Regions from separate parts of the Mus musculus genome. Here region 2 is linked to region 1. Evidence: chromatin contacts called from public HiChIP or PLAC-seq data. All regions are on one chromosome and are shown on one strand. Each heading gives the region's core, a stretch centred on a gene start, on an enhancer-like site or on the middle of the called end of the contact. The rest is flanking DNA. Distances are from core to core; before and after follow the strand shown.

Region 1 (4,079 bases), core at 193-2,692:
TTAAATGATACTTTATATGATAAAGCCCTTTTCTAACTTTACAGTTAGCCTTCTATGACGTTATATTTTTTGTGTGTTTATAATACAGCTATCAATAAGCTTCCTCCTTAAGATGTGAGAGCTCTGTTCTAGAAATTTCCAGAAGATCTCTTAAAACCTCTTTATATTATCTTGCTTTTGATAGGTCAATATGAACCTTCAACTGTGGTTGGGTTATACTGATTAATATACACTTGCGTCATAGTTCTATTCTGGACTCACATTCCCCAAAGAGAAAGTGCAGTTAGCAGAATGGACTATACAGGTAGTTGCCAAGAAAGGGGAGATACATGGAAGGGGATGAGCCAAAGCCAACTATAGTCCATAGCTATCAGAAACCAACCTGAATTTGTTTAAACAAAGGGTGGGACTTCATTTACAGACAAGGGTTGGTCTCGTAGAATTCATCGGACGCTATGTGACAAAAGGAGGTGTGGTAACCACAAACCAGAGAAACCTTAGCCAAGACCATTGCTTCTTTCCCCTTCTTCCCTTCCCTGGCTTTTTCCTCTTCTCATTCTTTCTTCTCCATTCTGACATCCCCTCCCCCATCCTTTCTTTCCCCTTCCTCCCTTCTTCTCTCTCCCTCTTGCTCCCCTCCTTCCTTGCCACCCTTCTCTCTTCCCCCTGCCTCTGGTCTTTCTCTCCTGCTTCCCTTTCCTTCCTTTTCCCACCGATTGAACATCTCTGGTTACTAACTTTTTATTCCAGAGACTCTGTTTAGATACTTTATCTTGGACTGTGAGTAGAGCTGTAAGTAGAGATAAGGCCATTAAATCCAGTATTTGTGTGTGTGTGTGTGTGTGTGTGTGTGTGTGTGTGTGTGTGTGTATGTGTGTGTGTGTGTGTGTGTGTGTGTGTGTGTGTGTGTGTTGGGATGTGTGGGGAGTGGGGGTGGGGAGGGATGGTGGGAACTTACTGCTACCATTGCCTAAGCCACTTCAAGGCTAAGGCAGCCCTCTGAGGGCACCATTAGACAGGGACTTGAAGCTTTTCCTAGTGGCTATCCTTCAGGACAGGACTGGGATGGGGTTAATAGTGAGCGAGGCATTTGCTGGTTGATCCATTGCTCCCTTTCCCGGTTTGCTGGTGTGGAATGTGGAGGAAGGTGCGCTGGCAGGGGAGGAAGCAGATGGCGTGGACTAGAAGAAAAATCTTGCTTCTAAATGGCTGCCGTCATAACATGGGGAAATCTCTCTGCATAGCCACGAAACTGGAAGGAGCTTGCTGCTGAGCCACACAGCTCTGACAGTGTTTCATGCTGCAGCTGATGAGGGCGTGAGAGGCAGCCCACAATGATCTCTTTCAAACCCGACCCCACAGTACCTTTAAGGATCCCAGAGCTCCTCCCGGAGACAACTCAGGTGCTGCTAGCCTTCTGTTTACATTCAGCAGCCTCGCCCTATCCTCTGGGAGGGTGAGTCACTGCCCTGGCTTGCCAGTTTCTGAGAGGTGAGAAACATTAGGACAGTCTAATATTGCCAGGTGATGTCAAATTTCGAAAGCTAGCAAATAGTACGAGGTCAAGGCTAGCAAAGGGTATGTACAGGAAGGGACCTGGGCTAGTCAAACCAAAGGTCCATCTCATTAAAGGAACAACGCCAGAACCAAGAGCAACTTAACAGAAGCAGAAGACAAAGAACGACCCAGAGGAGGTGGGAAACATGGAGATGACACCTCTGACTGGCGCTGCTAAGCCGACACTGCAATCTGATTGGCTTGGTGCTGCCAAACCCAATCTGATTGGTTTGGGTGCTTGTTCCCAGCAGCTGAGGCCGAGCTGCCATTTTGACCTTATAACACCTTGGTTTTGACAAAGCTCCTTACACTCTAGACATTGCCACACCCTAAACACATGTTCTGGGGGTAGCCATCATCTCCATTTTGAATAAATAAAGTGAGGCTTGATCCGGTGAATAGTATAAATGTCCCATCGGGTGAGTCAGCTTTCTAAGACTGGAGAGAAACTACCCTGAAATGAAAAACTTTAGGAGAAAAGGCTACTCCTGGCTCTTGGCTTCAGAGGTTTCAACCCATGGCTAATAAGCCCTGCTGCTCTAGGCCTGTGGTGTAACAGTACATCATAGTTAGAACACACGGCAGACCAGGTGTTTCTACGTCATGATAGCCATGAGGTAAAATGAGAGATAGGAAGGTGTCCTATAATCTCCTTTGATGATGTGGCACATACCCAATAACCCCCCACTACTACTCCTTCTTCCTTCTTCCTTCTTCCTTCTTCCTTCTTCCTTCTTCCTTCTTCCTTCTTCCTTCTTCCTTCTTCCTTCTTCCTTCTCCTCCTCCTTCTCCTTCTCCTCCTTCTCCTTCTCCTTCTTCTTCTCCTTCTCCTCCTTCTTCTCCTTCTTCACCTCCTCCTCCCCTCCTCCTTCTTCTTCCCGCTCTCTCTCTTTTTCTCTCTCTCTTCTCATTCTTGCAGGTCTGGTCTTTTAGACTATAATATTTTTATTATTTGATAATTTCATACAGTGCGTTTTTATCATATTCATCCCAGCTCCTCCCAGATTCACCCCCTTTGTGACTCATGTTCTCTCTCCTGAAGAAAAACAACAACAACAACAACAACAACAACAACAATAAAACTAAAATAAAACTTTCAAGTCCAGTTTGTATTATCCAAATATTCTTAGTGTGGGGCCTTCCCTAGAGCATGGGTCACACCCTTAGAGAAAATTGACTTTCTTTCCCTCAGTAGCTATGGTGGAACTTCATGGCCACCTCCCCACTAGGATTTTATCTGGGTTGAGTTTGCACGGGTCTCATGTGGGCTGTCACAATCTCTGTGAGTTTTTATGTGCAACTGCCCTGTTGTATCTAGAAAATAACCATTTCCTTGAGGTCATCTAGCGTCTTTGGGACTTGCAATCTCTCTGCTCCCTCTTCCTCAAAGATGCTGAGGCTTGGAGGGCTGGAGTATGATAAAGATGCTCCCCTTTAAGGCTGAGCACTGCAGTCTTTTATTCTCTGCATGTTGACAGTGGGTTTCTGTGATAATTGTCATCTGTTGGGAGGATAAGCCCCTCTGATGAGAGGTGAGAGATGCTCTGGTCTGGAGGTATAACAATATAGCATGAGGAATTATTTTAATGGTATTGCCCATTTAGCAGATAATAATATTAGCTCTTCTCTGGGGCCTATGACCTATTCAGCCATAGGTTCTTGGCCCTGATAACAGTGCCAGGTATGGGTTCCATCTTGTGGGGAGTAAGTCCCATATCTTAGAGGTTCTACTGCCTCCCAGTGCTTCTACTATGGGGACCACACCTTCAGCGCATAGCTCTTTTGAAGGTTCCCTGAGGTCCAACCCACAGCATTCATCTAGTGAATTTTGGAGCTGGGATACAGACTTGAGTCTTCTGTGTATTTATTATACTGTCTTGACACTCTCTTGCTGTGTCTCAATAAAGCACACCAGTCATTATCACCTCACTCTGTTTCCACAATGACAGTACAAACTTGCTTATTTCTATTTGCGGATGAGGAGACATGCCATAAATGCGGTACGGACAGATGGATTATGTACCAGTCTAAGTTCTCTGTGGTGTCTTCTTTGGCTTTTACCACAGTTCTGTCACCCTCTATTTTATGGTGGGGAAACGGAAACTTGAAAGGCTCTTGAGACTCTCCCTTCTGCACAACTGTACAGCATCACATGGAGAGTCCAGAGCCAGCCCTGTTGTTCTTCATCAGTCTGCCTAACGACATCCACATGGGATGGTTCTGCGTGTGGAGCCCAGACACGTTTACCTCAGAGAGTGTAGATGCATCTCAGCTGAGCCCTGTCATCAGCTCTGCAGCACTCAGAGTCCCTCTTGTGTGCTAGGCACCTTGCTAAGGCTGCAGAGAAAAACCTGTACTAAAGATACCTTTTCTCTGAGAGTTCATGGGGTGATATGGAGGTGTGACTGTGCTATTTGCACAACGAAGCATCATCTAAGTGTATAATAGAGGTGCACTCAGAGTCCTGCATACCAGGCCATCTGCATGCTTGGGCCAATCACTGTTGAGCACATGCTTGTGTG
Region 2 (4,611 bases), core at 1,322-3,821, 140 kb after region 1:
AAGACAGGAGTTACTCATTTATGCAGGATTGTGCTTCATATAGCGCCCCCCCCATGCTTCTGTGTGCCTTATCCTCACTTAAACCTTGGCTGTTAGAGGCAGGGGTCTCTTTTTGGCAACCGACATTTAAAAAAAAAAAAGGTTCAACAAATTGTTACCTAGCAACCGTGTTCCTCAAATAATGCTATATTTGGGTATGAACATGCACTACACAGACAAGTTGTGATGACAATCTTGATACCGTTGTGGTTGGCTACAGGGAGATCTGGACCTGTTGACACACCCAAATCTCCCAGGAGTCCTCCCAGGACACATCTCCTAGGTAGTGAATGGCAGAGTATCTCTCCCTGTGGCCATGGAGAAGTTTCTAGAAAGCTCTCTCTCTTCCTCTCTAATATTTCCTTTTGACAGACTTGCATCATCCTTTTTTTCTGACTAATAGTGGGAAGGGTGGGTTGGTGTAGGACCTTGGACTTCATTTCAAGGACACTGGGGAAAGAATTTTTGGGAAGCCTTGTCTGCAGGCTCGACTGAATGGCAGGGCAGGATTCAGCCTGTGCTTGGTGTCCTTAGAAGCCCAGTAATGGCCTTTTGAGTTTATTTCTTGGGCAGACATGAGCTACGTGGAGTGTGATTCGAGATTGCGAAGGTTGTTTGTTAGCACGTCTGGTAGGTATTAAGTGCTCTGAAAATGTTTGTTGCTTTGATGAGTTCTGGTCAAATGTGGAGAGGCAGTGTGTCCTGGAGCAGGCTGAGGGCAGTTCTTTCCCACGTTGAGTCACAGTGCACTTTCAGGGAGGCTTCCCAAGGAAGCTGGGAGGGAGAAGATGAAGGAGGAAGGCCCTTCACTAAGACTTTGAGATTGCTTCACCATCTGTGGAGGTGGGTGACGCCTCCCTGGGGGTCTCTAGTCATCACCATTGGGGCACCCGGACTTTTGCGTCCTGACAAAGACAAGGCTCAATCCATTTTTGCCCCCCAAGTTTCCCTTTGCCTGAATGCAGTGAATTGAAGACAAAGGGGTTTTCCATCGTGTTGTTTGAAGGGCATAGAGCTTCATGTAGCCACATAGCTGAGGCTCTTTGAGATTAAATGTCAGCCTGTCCAAGAAAATAGACCCCAGCTTTAAGTTTTGTTTCCATTGGCATTTTGTTTGAGGCCATAAAAACCAATGGTAAAGTGACAACACAGACAAGAAAGTCACACAGGCGTTCCGAAATCTCGTTTTGCTTGCTCTGTACTTTCTGGCTTAGCCCTGCCTAATCATACGAGGTCTCCAGCATAGCAAGGCGGGGGAAGGCAGGTGATGTAGGTCTTGAGACTACACAGTCAGCAACGTCTGGGGTTGGTGGACCATAGTGTTGCCGTCCCATACAACACTCCCTCTCTGTGGCCAAGCCTGGGCGGGTGGGTTCCTCTTTGGTTCAAAAGGGAGCTCTCAAAAGCCAGCCTGTCCCTCCTTACTCCGTCAGTCAGGTCCTTCCATCCCAGTCAAATCCTTTCCAGAATAGGCGCCATGCTTGCTTTCTTGTGTTCTCCATCTTGGGCAGATTATTCCCAGCTGTTTTCTTGGGTTCCCCATGGTACCACGGGGAGCCATGTCTACCTGGAGAGGCTCTCCCAACACCTTTTGCCAACCTAGATTTGAGTTCCCCAATGGCAAACTGTCCTTTGCCGTTTATTCCGTCCTGGGTTCTTCTTGTCAGCTTCCGAGAAGAGAGACCATTAGTTGCTGGTTGCTGTTTCGTTGCTTTGGTAAAAGAATTGGTGGGAAATATAGTTGGTTGACGACGGTTTGCATAATTGCTGGTGACTTATTCCCGCCCACCTTTTACCTTGCTTCTTGCTGATACCAGACAGAAAGAGACAAGTCAAGGCAAAGTGCCAGCCGTGTGGGCATCAAGATGTGACACCCCATTGTACCAAGTGTACATTGTTGTGTTTTGTAAAAAGATAAGAGAGGATCCAGGGAGATGTTTGGTTGAGGGCGCAGTCTGGTGTGGGGGGAGGGGGTCCCTCTGTGGGCCCATGCTGAGGCAACCCTTTCCTTGAGGTACCAGCCAAGATGCAGTACCAACACACCTCATTTGTAAATATGAAGTTAGGGTGATCGTACGCTGATGAGGAGTGGGCTCTAATCTGTGTGATTGTATGCCTTTACTGCGTGGCTGATGCCTTTTGTTGGTACAGTACATTCTTCCCAGGCGCATGCTTGGCGCATGCTCATTGATATCCTCAACAACCCCGCCTCCTTCCTCCTACATCACCTCTCACCCTTTTATATTCAGTGTTGGGGAGAGATCTCAGGTCTTCCACATGTTCCCCGCAGCAAGTGCTCTGCCACTGAGTTACCCAATCCCCCCCAGCCCTGCCTGTCCCCTTTCCGCTCTGTGGACGTTGGCTCTTTATTATCTCAGAGCTCTGGTGAGGCTGGAATGTTGCTCTCAAGAAACCCCCAGGTCAAAAGTCAAGTCCGAGATGCTTGCTGCCCTCGGCCTATCTTTACTGTTCTGCTCCGCTCACTCCTGCAAACCTGCGGAAATGCCTGCTTGCTGATCTCATCCTCCTGTGATCTGAGACCTTGTGACTTAGCCAGGGGGAGGTGGGGAGCCACCCACCCTGTGGACCCTCTCCTATGGGCGAGGACCTGCTGTGCTTCTGGGAAAACAGAATGTCAAGTGAACAGTTTAGCTTGGACCGGGTCCGGAGGCAAATCGGTCACTTCACACGGGGATCCTCTGTCCATTGTGTGGTCAGGAGGGGAAAAAAAAAAAAAAAAAAAACCCGAAGTGAATCACCAGAGCGAAGAATGCGCCGTCTGGTGTGGGCCGCAATAATAAAGTATAATGTTTTGAATTAGAGCAGAGAGGGAGAAACTGAGAAACCTTTGGCTGGCCACTTTGTTGTTCCCATTGTTCTGCTCTGCTCCCCTCCCCTCAGATATAGGCTTGGATAAGAATGCACTTCTCCAGCCTGGTTTTTTCCTAAGCTCAATCCTGAAGTGACATGGCAAAGTCATGTTAGACATGGGCATTATTGAGGAGCAGCAGATCCAAAAGTCACATTTCACCAACGGCCCCGGGAAGCTGAGATGAGACACTGTGAGAGAACAGGCTTCAACTCAACCCAGAGCGTATTTTCCTTACCCCACGTTAATTAGTAAATCAAAACCAAATGAAAAACTATAAATAAGAGCCTGCCACTAATCTGTCACACTTGAAAGGTTCCCAGATTAATTTTTCTTCCTGGCTCTATGTTACTGATCGTGGTCGCCCTGTAGGAGGGAAAGGATTCCCAAATGCCTTGGTAGGCTGGCATCTCTGGGGGCCTCAGGAATAGGACAGCTTTACAATAGCATTGCTCTGGTCAGGACTACCTGGTTAGCTGAGAGGTTACGTTTCTCTTGAGACAGCAAAGTGGAAGCGACAGGCTGTGGATTTTTCTCTCCTCCAGCGTTCTGGGGTGTTCTCTGTCTTGTCTGTTTCCAGTCAGATAGTCTCACACTTGGCCCCAGTGAGTTTGTATGAGTTTGGCCAAGCAGAGAATGTTACCTTTTCAAGTACATTGAGAATCCAACAGGGCTGCACAGAAGCAGCTCAACTGAGTCTTGGGGACTTGGGGGGGGGGGGGGGGAAGTACAGAAAAGGCAAGCCATTCTCTTGGAGCCATGTTGGGAGAAACATTTTGTTAATGTTTTTGCAGGGGCCTGGGATCCAAGTTTTGTCTATTAAAGGAAAGGAGAGGCCCTGGTCTGTTTGTATGCAGATCGCATAGCTGGACTAGGAAGCTCTTTGCACCGCCATGGTGGTGTCTTTTCATTCCATGGTGGTGTCTTTTCATTCTTGGGTTTAGAGCCCACACCCACACACCCCCACCCAGGCATCAACACACAACCCTGTGAAGACCTTCACCATCATCTCATGATGCCTTGGCTTTTAGTTTGGCTGGAAAATATTCCCGTGTGTGAGCTTGCTGTTGTCAGGCCAGCCTGTGCTTGAGAAATGCAGTCCTGCTGCCTTTGGGGGTGTCGTCCCCTCACTGGACAAATGCACACTGCTACCTGCTACAGGCTGCGGAGGGACACGAGCCAGCAAGGGCAGGCACACACTGGAAGATCTAGTCAAACTAAAGGCCACCAGGTGATGGCACCAGGTGACGAGGGTCTTAATGGGTTGTGTGTTGATGCCTCGAGTTGTGAACCTGAGAATGAAAGGACGCCACACTGTGGATGCAGACAGCTACCCAGCACAGCCTGCTAGGAGCATCTAGGAGGGCACTTGAACCAGATGGGACAAAACAGAACTCCACATCCTTACCCGCCTCGCCTCTGAGACACCTGCGTTTTCTTTTTTCCCTCGCCACTGGCCTGTTACAGGGACGAAGCTTGAGGAGGGCTGTGTACAGGTGGCTCTGGCTAGGTATATGTGCTAGGCTGCCCTGTGCCAACCACCCTCGGGAGAAGTTGGAAAGGACCATGAGAAAGGACTCTACCCACATCGCTGTGCTTGGCACACTGAGTGCTGTGCCACGGAGTATAATAGGTTATCAGATGTGGTGTAATTTGATAGGAATATGAGCCTTGGTGACCTTGGGAACTGAAGCAGGGGACTA

Evidence for each region. HiChIP or PLAC-seq counts read pairs in DNA pulled down with a chosen protein or histone mark.
Region 2: a contact with region 1 is called in an H3K27ac HiChIP or PLAC-seq map of extraembryonic endoderm stem cells. The contact joins two enhancer-like sites. A contact is called at or near these places in 4 of 115 datasets of contacts at active chromatin or transcription factors (differentiating embryonic stem cells, embryonic fibroblasts, extraembryonic endoderm stem cells and 1 more) and 1 of 9 other capture datasets (embryonic stem cells).

The regions. Positions count from the first base shown.
Region 1 is chr13:38,311,084-38,315,162 of GRCm38.p6, forward strand. No RefSeq gene overlaps it. Among named protein-coding and RNA genes, the nearest start is that of Gm47990, 7.4 kb to the right of the region's middle. Within about 2 kb of position 1,443, at least 51 of the 459 cell types and tissues checked have an H3K27ac peak or open chromatin away from gene starts, as enhancers often do. A contact at or near this core is called in extraembryonic endoderm stem cells, where this site is marked.
Region 2 is chr13:38,448,225-38,452,835 of GRCm38.p6, forward strand. All of the region lies in intron 1 of Bmp6 (bone morphogenetic protein 6), which reads left to right. Among named protein-coding and RNA genes, the nearest start is that of 4930579J19Rik, 11 kb to the right of the region's middle. Within about 2 kb of position 2,572, at least 31 of the 459 cell types and tissues checked have an H3K27ac peak or open chromatin away from gene starts, as enhancers often do. A contact at or near this core is called in extraembryonic endoderm stem cells, where this site is marked.